3 separate regions of the Mus musculus genome follow, and regions 1 and 3 are each linked to region 2. Evidence: chromatin contacts called from public Hi-C and HiCAR-type data. All regions are on one chromosome and are shown on one strand. Each heading gives the region's core, a stretch centred on a gene start, on an enhancer-like site or on the middle of the called end of the contact. The rest is flanking DNA. Distances are from core to core; before and after follow the strand shown. Region 1 overlaps Sdk1 (sidekick cell adhesion molecule 1). Region 2 holds the start of Sdk1 (sidekick cell adhesion molecule 1). Region 3 overlaps Sdk1 (sidekick cell adhesion molecule 1).

The links. A called contact is a pair of places that touch in the nucleus more often than the background predicts. HiCAR-type assays count read pairs that join an accessible place to other places.
Region 1: a contact with region 2 is called in a HiCAR-type map of fibro-adipogenic progenitors, with 4 times the contacts expected there. The contact joins the enhancer-like site here to the promoter of Sdk1 in region 2. A contact is called at or near these places in 9 of 39 promoter capture datasets (cranial neural crest, embryonic stem cells, epiblast stem cells and 4 more), 4 of 484 Hi-C or Micro-C datasets (cortical neurons, liver and nephron progenitors), 7 of 115 datasets of contacts at active chromatin or transcription factors (a beta-TC-6 cell line, craniofacial prominence, embryonic forebrain and 4 more) and 1 of 9 other capture datasets (embryonic stem cells).
Region 3: a Hi-C map of adipose-derived mesenchymal stem cells shows a contact between it and region 2, with 2.9 times the contacts expected there. The contact joins the enhancer-like site here to the promoter of Sdk1 in region 2. A contact is called at or near these places in 3 of 39 promoter capture datasets (frontonasal cranial neural crest, hippocampal neurons and trophoblast stem cells), 1 of 484 Hi-C or Micro-C datasets (adipose-derived mesenchymal stem cells), 3 of 115 datasets of contacts at active chromatin or transcription factors (embryonic forebrain, forebrain and stem cell-derived neural progenitor cells) and 2 of 9 other capture datasets (adipose tissue and pancreatic islet).

What each region holds. Positions count from the first base shown.
Region 1 is chr5:141,494,856-141,498,358 of GRCm38.p6, forward strand. All of the region lies in intron 1 of Sdk1 (sidekick cell adhesion molecule 1), which reads left to right. Among named protein-coding and RNA genes, the nearest start is that of Gm24131, 70 kb to the right of the region's middle. Within about 2 kb of position 1,661, at least 10 of the 459 cell types and tissues checked have an H3K27ac peak or open chromatin away from gene starts, as enhancers often do. A contact at or near this core is called in fibro-adipogenic progenitors, where this site is marked.
Region 2 is chr5:141,240,102-141,243,651 of GRCm38.p6, forward strand. Sdk1 (sidekick cell adhesion molecule 1) reads left to right here and starts at 1,433. Exons shown (of 45, transcript NM_177879.5): 1 at 1,433-1,991. The coding sequence starts at 1,748.
Region 3 is chr5:141,461,749-141,465,121 of GRCm38.p6, forward strand. All of the region lies in intron 1 of Sdk1 (sidekick cell adhesion molecule 1), which reads left to right. Among named protein-coding and RNA genes, the nearest start is that of Gm16035, 82 kb to the left of the region's middle. Within about 2 kb of position 1,408, at least 7 of the 459 cell types and tissues checked have an H3K27ac peak or open chromatin away from gene starts, as enhancers often do. A contact at or near this core is called in adipose-derived mesenchymal stem cells, where this site is marked.

The DNA of each region.
Region 1 (3,503 bases), core at 411-2,910, 250 kb after region 2:
TGCCTTCCATGAGGCCTCCCAAAGAGATAGAGCTGTACTGCGACCTCTATTTTATCCCAGACAATACCACCTCCATAATGGTGAGATGATAAATTTGTGGTGTTTTGAATTACTGGATTTACGGCAATTTGTTATAGCTATAAATAGGACAACTAATACAGATTATTTTAGGCCATTTCTTCAAGTTTTCTTAGTTTTGAGTGGGGAGAGAGGTCTATAACTAGCTATAAGCAATGACCTTCACATCACTGGAATACAAAGTCTGAGAAAACAATCAGTTGTCATTATAATATCTAGGATGGCCTGATTTCACTACAACAAGGCCTGTATAGGTATCTATTATATCATCTCAAAAATAGCAAGAGTTTATATGTATATATTTAAAAACAAACTATATAGTTTTAGAAATCACTTCTTTGAATCTGTCATGGGGCAAAAATTAGGTATTTCTTATGCAAGAATATTTTCTATGGATCCTTCACAGATGTCTACCACCTGAGTTGTTGAGTTTTTATTGTCTATTTGACACAGCCTAGAGTGAGGCAGGAAGAAGGAACTCTAATTAAGGAATTGCTTAGGTAAGATTGTCCTGAGGCCATGTCTGTGAGAGAATTGCCTTGGTTGATTGATAGAGAAGAACCCAGTACCACCTGTGTGTGATCTGGGTTGTACGAGAAAGAGCTGAATACGAGCCACTGAGGGAGTAGCAGGCAACATTCATCCATGGGTTCTGTTCTGAGCACTTTCCTAAGTTCCTGCCTGACTTGGTGATGGATTGTGACCTGGAAGTGTACGCTGAATAAATCCTGTCCTCCCCACATTGCTTTTGCTCAGAATGTTTTATCACAGCAATGGAAGGAAACTGGACACCACCCTCTGCTTAAACATTTGTCACTGTCTCATTGACTACATGAGTGCAAACCTTTAAGCTTTTGATATTACTAAAAGAAAATTTATATCATTAGTTTATAAGAGATATTTACTGGTGGCTGGTGGAAAGGGTTTAACACAAAAGTTAGAAAGGATAAAGAGAATCATGTTTTATAAAGAAAAATGGTGTGAATAGAATCAACAAAAGGAAGAAAACTATTTGTTATTTGTGATATTAGCAATGCAGTGTTTTCAAAAGCTGCACATAACAGTAAACCATGTATTTTAAAATTATTTTCAATATCAAGTCACAGTATGATGAAGAAATAAGAAGAAATGATGTCACCAAGGTGGCTAAATTCACACATGGGACTTCAGCACTCATCCCCCTCCTGGAGAGCTCTGAGGGAGTCTGAAATTATGTCTGTGGACCAATTTGTACGATGGCGTGGTTTGTGAGAGCTGATAATTCACCTTATTATATCTCTGTATAAAAACAGAGTAGAGTGCCCTCCAGAAGGCCAGCCAGTATCCTTAGACTATGTTGTGTAATGAAAAGTCCTTATTGTATAGTTGATCATCTCTGATGAATTTTCATTGCTTTGAGATAATTTGAGTGATGTTTATAATTATGTTTTCAAGCATTTTACGAAAATAACTGCCTCATGTTCCAGCAAATGATTCATTCATTTGCTCTGAGCTTTGATTGACGGGGCCTATACTCTGAGTATCCGATCTATTCCCCATTGCCAGGGTGATGCAGTGACTTCCTGTGAGGAGTTTTCAATTGAGGCTAAAGGTCAATCATTGCATCAGTCTCCATTTGGAGCTGAATCATTCCAAGCCTCTCTGGGCCTGATCTTAACCAGTGCCTGATGTTCGTGCTTTCCTATGAAACCTCTGTTTGCTCTCAGCTTTAAGTTGAAATGCTCATGGATATTTTGACTTTTTAAGGATATTGAGAAATGTGATGGAAGTCAAGGCATGTATATATTTGTGTGGGTGCACATGTATGTACCATGTAGAGGCCAGAGGTCAGCCATGTGTATCAGTCCTCAGTAAGAGCTGTCCACCTTGATTATTTGAGACAGAGTCCTTCATGAAAGGCTTAGAATTTGCCAGGTAGGCTATACTGAGTGGCCAGCGAGCCCAGGGGTCCACAGTCCAGGGCTTATAAGCACAGGCCAACACACCCAAGACTTTGTATCAAGTCTGGCCTTTGAACTCAGATCCTCTTTCTTCTGTGGCAAACACTTCACTGACTGGGTTGGAGCAGCCCCCGAGTTTAGGTTTGTTGTTGTTGTTTTAGGTTTTAAAGTAGACATTTAGAATACTTAATTGGAGATGAATTCACTGGTTTTTTTTTTCTTTAAACTTTAAGAAAGAAAGAAGGAAAGAAAAAGAAAGAAAGAAAGAAAGAAAGAAAGAAAGAAAGAGAGAAAGAAAGAAAGAAAGAAAGAAAGAGAGAGAGAAAGAGAGAGAGAGAGAGAGAGAGAGAGAGAGAGAGAAAGAACGAATGAACGAACACTGGAACTTCAGAGTTCCAGTTAGTACTGTCTTTGACTTGCTCGTTGGCTCCTATAACTTCACAGCCTTATTCCTAGTCTAGCTAGGAAGTAATTTCAGGTGGTTAGAATATATTGCCTATTAAGTCGTTGTATGGGTAGTGATTTTAGTGGTTCAACATTTGCTATCACCCATGCTATTTCCTCTCTCACTGCTATAGAGATGCAATTGTTTCTGTTGTTTATTTTGGGTTCCTCCCACTGACACAGTGGTAGTTTGTAAAAGTCACGTGGGCAAAATTATTCTTGCCTAAGGGCATTTTTGGATGATCTTGTTGTATATAACTGAACTTTGTAAAGCACTGGGATTAATATACAAGCTAGACATTCTTGTTGAAGATTTGTTTACTTTTGGTGTGTGTGTGTGTGTGAATGCCTTTGTGTAGTTCCATGCATCATGTGCATACTGGTGTCCATGGAGGTCAGAAGGCACTGGAGCCTCTGGAACTCAGGGTTTAGGCAGTTGTGGGCTACCACCTAGGTGCTAGGAATTGCACCTCTGCACGAGCAGAGACATCTGTCCTGAGGTCGGACAGTCTTGATCTGGAGGTATTTGGAGTAGAGATCCTCTGCCAGGACCGTCCATGGAAATGGTCCAAAACACAAATTCACAACAGAAAGAAAAGAGCCTCTGACCCTGGATGCTCTGCATGAGAACCCTGGCCCGTGTGTGCCGCTCACAGCTGAAAGTTTGCGGCTCCCCTGACTGAGATGTCTGGAAGTTAAGCACGTCTTTGTCTTACACCTGATTCACTTATTTGTGCTAACACAGCACATGCAGTAACACCCCATTTATCTGGTCATTTCCCAGAATCCAATGGGATTTTCCAGGTAACTGATCATAAATTAGTTTTCCAAGTAACTGAATCTCACAGCTTCAAGGACTGAACTCTTTCTGGTGTTGCCGTAAGGGCAGAAACTTTCAGTGAGTACGTATGTACTTTTCTCCCCTTTACTTTCCTATGGTTTTGTAACCAGAGACTACCTTACGTGGTTTGGCTTCCTTTCTGATGCTTCGGGGTGACTGCTTTTAACCTGGCACCCTGGTTCACTTCCTTATCTTTAAGT
Region 2 (3,550 bases), core at 183-2,682:
GCCAGAATCCACTTGTTCTCGGGGTGCCATCGCTGAGGGGACACTTCTTTTACCTAGCAACCATTGCCCATTTAGAAGCCCTGCCTCCCCCCGCACCCCCCCTCCCCCGCCCCAGAGAACAGTGAATATTTTAGATGCAGTTTTTATTCCTTTGCTTTTTCATAGCATGTGTAGGAAAGGGCAAAAGGCAGAGACTGGGTCTTCAGATAGAGCTCATAACCCACCAATTTTATCTGGGCGTCAGTTTCCCCACTTTTCCTTAACTGTTAACACAGGCAGATGTGTCAAGAGGCAGCTCAGTACAGGGACTCTGCAAACAGGAATTAGCGCTAACTCACGAGTCTCAGCCCCTTGCCTGGGGCTTTTTGTTAGCAGGGACAATCATCAATCACAAGTACTTGTAAGCTGACACAACACACTTCCTAGGGAGCCAGCCCCTGGCAGGGCACACTCGCTGTCTCTTTGGCCTTCTAGTCATATATGACCTCACTCAAACTCCATCACAAGCTCTCCGATAACTCCTAAAAACGCAAGACTGGACTGTTACCCGCCTCTCTCTCCAGTTTCCCTCTCACAAAAGTCCCAGCCTCTAGGCTCCAGCGTGCTTAGTTCACCCTATAAACTCAGCTAATGGTTACCACATGCTGCTGAGGGTCCGCGCCCATCCCGACCTCTCCACCCCTGCAGACTCCCCAGGCCCTGGGATGTCCGATCCTTGACGCTGCAGGTCCTTCCTCCAAATCCTCCCACGCACAGCGGGAAGTACCCTGTACTGTGGTCCTGCTGGCCACGCATGACCTTGGACACTTCTTCCAAAGCCATGTCCACTCCTCAGAATAGGTTGCGTCTTTGCGCCCCACGGTGCTTCTGATTGCTGGGAATTGAAAACTCGATCGCGCGCCTTTCTCCTTTGCAATGACAGCAACTTGGCTCGGAACCACCCCAGCATCAGAGTCCCTGGCTGGAAGCAGGAAGGCTCCCGGGACGCATGGAGGGGCGTGCCCACTGGCCCTCCGATCCCTAGTCCCTCGGGCTCAGTAGGGACTGCGGTGCCAGGGGGCCGCCACACCTGGTGTCGTCCCACCCGCGGGACGTGCAGCTCAGCCCCTGGGGTCTCCCGGCAAGGGAGCAGGCACCGCCCCGCCTGAGCACGCCCCGCAGACAAGCCCGCCGGGGAAGCGCGTGCCGAGACGGCGCGCCGGCTGCAATCCCCGCCGCGGGTCCCTAGGGGGCGCAGCGGGCGCGGGAAGTCGCTCTGGGCCCGGGCACGAAATTGCAAGCGGGCGGGCGCGGCGAGTTTGAAAACAAGCGAGCGCCGTGGGGGCGGGTCCCAGGCGCGAGAGCCGCCGGGCTCGGCCAATCAGATGCGGGTGGCGGGCGCGGGCGGCGCGTGCGGCCGGGCTGTGAATGGGGCGCGGCGGTCGCGGCGGCCGAGGCGAGAGCCGGCGCGCGGGCGGGCGCACTTTCTCCTCAGCGCCGGGCGGGGGCGGCGGCGGCAGAGGCGGCGGCAGAGGCGTTCTGCTCAGCTCCCCTCACAGAGCGCTGCGGGGCCGGCGCTGTGCGGCTGCGAGGAGCGGGGGCGACGTGCTGGGCATTTCCTCGCTCGCTGACAACTTCTCCTCGACCCGGCTCGCTGCTCATCGGAGCCCGGACGCCGCCCCTCGGCGCTCGCCGCTGCCTCAGCGGGTCTGCGCGCTCCCGCCCGCCCTGCCCGTCCCGCGGCGCCCGGGGGTGGCGGCTCCGCGGCATGGCCCGCGCCCGGCCCTCGGTGGCGGGCGGCGGAGTCGCGGCGCCCCCTGAGCGAGCGGGGCCCGGGCGGCCGCGGAGGAGCCGGACCGGTCACCACTGCGACCCCGAGTGCCCAGGGCTGCGCGCAGCGCCCAGGACCCCCGGGCCGGGCGCGGGCCGGCGGGCGGCAAAGTTGAGGCCGGGCCGCGGGTGGTGGGCGCTGCTGTTGCTCCAGCTGCACTTGCTGCGGGCGCTGGCGCAAGGTAGGTGCGGGCCTGACCGCCGAGACACCCCCGAGGTGGACTTTGTGGGTGCCTCCCGGGGTGGGCTTTAGGGGTGCGCAGTCCCGGGGTGGACTCCTGAAGCGCGCGCCGCCAGAGGTGACACCCCAGGGGTGGACTTTGTGGGCTCCACCTGGTCTGTATTATGAGTGGACATCTCTGAGGTGACTTTGCAAGTGGACACCTATGGGCTGGGCTTCAGGGGTGCACAATCTTGGGGTGACAACCCGCAGTGTACTTTGTGGGTGCTACCTGGGATAGACTATGTTGTGAGTGGGTATATCTGGGCTGAGTTTCAGGGCTGTGTAGTCTTAGGGTCACACCTTTGGGATGTACTATATGAGTGGAAACCCCTGAGGTGACTTTGCAAGTAATATACTTCTGGGCTGAGGTTTAGGGGTACACAATCTTGGGTGACACCTTTGGGTGAATTTTGTGGGCACCACTTGGTATGCATTATGACTGGACATCTCTGAGGTGACTTTGCAAGTGGACACCTATGAGCTGAGCTTGAGGGGTGACACCCTGTGGTATACTTTGTGGGCACCATCTGGGATGGGCTATGTTATGAGTGGATACCTTTGGACTGAGTTTCAGGGCTGCAAAGTCTTGGGGTGACACCTTTGGGGTGAACTATATTAGGGGTGGACATCACTGAGGTGACTTTGCAGGTAGATACCTCAGGGCTGAGCTATAGAGAGTTACACAGTCTTGGGGTGACACCTCTGGGGTGAACTATGGATGCATACCCCTTGGCTGGGCTGTGGAGGTGCACACTGGAGTCTTGGAGTGGGCATCACCTGGGATAGACTGTATTAGGATTGAACATCCCTGGGGTGGACTTTAGAGATGGACACATCTGGGCTAGGCCTTGGGAGCATGAAATTTTAGAATTCACACTCCTGGGATAGACTGAGTGATCATTTCCTAGATTATATGAATACACATGGTGGATTTTAAGGTTGACACTCCTGTGGGGGTATATTCAGCTTTGAGTGGGCTAGGGATAGATATCTTTGGGGTGTACATTGGGGATGGATAGATAGTATTGGAGTAGACAACCCTGAGCGGATCCCTGGGTGCTCACACTTTGGATGGATTCTATAGATGAGTGCTGTATTGAATGAGCATCTTTGGGGTGGACTCTTGGGGTGCGCGCCACCTGGGGTGGATTCCCTGAGGTAGACTTTGTGGTTGTGGCATGGAGTCACCTCGGGGTTGTGGGTGCTCCTCGGCGCAGTGCTTGGAACTTGGCGAGCATTTAGGGCTCCCTACTCTCTGAATCACCTGGCCAGGACTGCGGGTCGCTAGGTCTGGAGGCAGTTAAGGGGTTAATGCGGTGTGTTTCTAATCCGCGTTGCAATCGGAGCGCGCAGATACCGAGTAGCTGAGAAGCTGGAGAAAGCGCCTTGTGTGTTGTGTGTTGCATTTTTCTTTTCTTTTCTTGCTTTTTTTTTTCTTTCTTCTTTTTTAAAATTTTATCGGAGCACTGGAAAAACCTTTAAAGTTGAGCCGTAAGCCACTGTGGCTTCAAAGAACGC
Region 3 (3,373 bases), core at 158-2,657, 220 kb after region 2:
ATGAACTTGTCCTATGATCCTTCTGGCTACTGAAGTAAAGGGTCCTCATCTGTCCTCCCTCCCTCCCTCCCTCCCTCCCTCCCTCCCTCCCTCCTTCCCTCCCTTTCTTCTCCATGTCTTCTTCTTTGGATATAACACAGTAGCTCAGGCTGGCTTCAGACTCCTGGTTTTCCTCCTGCCTCAGGCTCCTTCCTGAGTGCCAGGATTATAGATCCAAGCCATGATCACTTCAAGCTCCTTTCTTGTTGAAATGGCAGCAGTCATCTGAGCTTTGTGGTTATGGCGAATGATGTATATGCTCTCAGGAGGAAAACAGAGACCCGAGACCTGATAAGTCCTTCCTGCTTTGTACACTCTCCAAGATTCACACCAGCTACTGTTTGTAGTAGACAGTGTGAAGTTTAAAGTGTTTTGAAACTGTTGGATTATTCCGTTTATTCCCACTTACTGTTTTACAGATCTGAGGGGTTTATTCTGTGTAACTTGTTATGTTTACTGTGAGAGAGATGGGAAACCCTTTCACAGAAATTCCATGCTACATAAACCCATTGCCATTTGGTCTCTATTGCTAATGATGCACACCTTATAATTGGGGTTTAATTAGTTACTACTATTAAATAAAGCTATGTGGTGACAATTTCAGTCTACTAAGAGATCATTAACTGAGGACTGCTTTGGAGAACTTTGACACTCGTTGTTTTAGTGAAGTCACTCTTACCTCCACAACATCTTTTAAAAGATGATTTAATTTTAATAGTGCTCTGTCTAAGTATGAAAGTTGGGTTTATGTACATTTTAGCTATCTTTTTGTAAGTATGTACCTGTATTCCTGACAAATGTGAGAAATTATTATTACAATTAGAAACGTAGAAATGTAGTATTAGACCCAGTATTAGACCCTTTTTACCTTTTGCATGACCTTGAGGACGGCAACTTGTCTCTCAGCATCCTTTGTCTGCCTGTGAAACCCACGTAAAAATGTTCATCCCGATCCAGTCAAATCATCCTGATGTAGCGAGGCTTAATGAAGTGTCTGCAAAATATCTTGTTCTTCCTCCAGTTGGAATTACCTCTGTAGATGGTGGGATCATTAATATCACCCCGCTGTTGTCAGCCTAGTGGACTCCAGAACGGTGCCATTGTTACATCTAATGCTTTGGCTTTCTTTTCATTAAAATTACATGAAATATTGGCATGCTTGCCACAATCTTGTCCTCCTCTGCAAGTGGCAAATGACTATTAAACAAAATATTTAAATTTCATGTACTTATGATGTTCTTAAAAAATTTATCAGCCCCAGGGAAAAAGGAGGTGGAAAAAGTTGTTCACCGTGAGTCAGGGTTCTGACAGAACTGTTTGGGAGAATGCAATTATTTGGTTTACAACATTCCTAATATTTCAACACGAGTCCTTTCCCGTCAGCAGTAACGCTTGAATCCTGTGGAAGCCAGTGAGCAATAGTAACTGTCCACAGATTTAACTAGGAAACTAAGTGCATTAACACTGCTGATCAGAGAGTGACGTCCTTTGTAATAAAAGTTTCAAACAGTACAGGAGTGATACACTGAAGGTCACAAAATACTGTAGGAAGCAGGAAACACATGGAAAGACACGAGGTGGTTGTGTCTTAAAAGACAGTGTCTGCATGTTAAACACAGATCATATCAAAACTTTGGCTGGCTCGGCTGAAGAATTTGACATGTTTATTCTGATGCCCATTGAGCAACCCAAGGGACCCCACCCCTGAAATACATAAGCAATCAAATAAAACCAACCTTGAATGATCTTGGGAAGGCTCAAAATTGGAGGGTTCACACTCTGGTTTTAAACTCCTGTCTGAACTGCAGTTCCAGGGCTGCCCTGCAGATGCTGTAAAGAAAGGCAAGGAGCAGAGGGATGGGAAGCAGCCTTCGTATTTCCTCAAAAGCAGTAAGGTGAGGTAGGAAAATAGTGTTCTGTGCATCATGTTGCACAACTGAACATGCACAGGGCAAGGCAGGTAGGACCCCAGCTCTCAACCAACACACAAAAATGAACTCTCTTAAAGAAAATCAGTGTGTGCCTTTGGAACTTGGGTCAAGCAAAGGCAATCATGTGTGAGGTATTCTCTTACCTCACTCATGAACAAGCATCTTAAAAAGAATGCCATAGGTCTTCAAAATAATTGGGATAATGACACCATGTGACCTTGAAGTTCTACTCATAGGTATGTATAAGCCTATCCATGGAGAATCACAAATTCCATTTACATTGTTCATCAAAATGTAAGATTTTTTATTGCTAAAGATCTAAGTCAGTGATAGAGCACTAGGCTATCATGCCTGGGGCCCTGAGTTCTACCCCCAGCAGTGGAAAAATGTTTCTGAAAAACAAAACAAAACATTAAACTAATTGTCTGCTGATGAATGAATAACCAAAATACGACATAGTCAGTATTTGAATATTATTTTGCAACAATAATGAACAAAACCCTAGTACATATTTACATATTGCATAATACATGTTATATATTTACATATTACATATTATAACTTGAAAGACCCCTGGAAACAAGCTTAGTGGAAGAAGAGGAACGACGGCTCATAGAGTCATGGTTCCATTTTCATGAGAGGTTCAGAGCAGACCACTGTGGATAAAGGGAAAGATGAGCAAGCTGTACAAGGAGAAAGTACACCAGCGGCTGCTGAGGGCCACTGAGAGCAGTGGCCAGTGCTAGTGAACATGGAATACTTTGTGCAGAGATGAAACTTTCCAAAATCAAATTGTGACGGTGGCACAGCTCAATTTAAGACTGTGTAGTTTAAATAGATAATTAATGTGGCACAGGACATATACCTAGCTTTTTTTTTAAATTTCCAGCTATTTCATAATAGGAAAAGATAAACCAGAAGTCCTCTGGTGTGCATCATGACCCTGTGCTTCAGGGGGGTGTGCTTCATTCTGCCCTGAGTGGCGAGAAAGCCACATGCTGAAGTTCAGATACTCCAAGTCCTACTTCAATGTCTAATAGCTTGAAGGAACACACAGGATTTCACTTGGGAATGGATAGCATAGCTTGTACAAATAAAATAATGGGGAAAAGATACTCAAAGCCACTGTGAAGGAAATGGACTTACCATAAAAACATGTTTGGGAAGGGCCAATTTATCCATTCAGCTAATTTATTTAGGAACTCTTATTTGCCCTGGAATTTTCTAGATAGGTGAGCGGAACGATCCGTTTTGGAGCCTATGCCAGTGTGCCACAGGAGGATTTCAAAATGAGGATTTCAAACGTTAAGACAGAAAAGTACAGAACATCTTCAAGAAACAGGAAGGCTTTTTCAGAATTGGGTACCTAAAGCACACGCCAAAGAATAGTATCTGGGAAATAA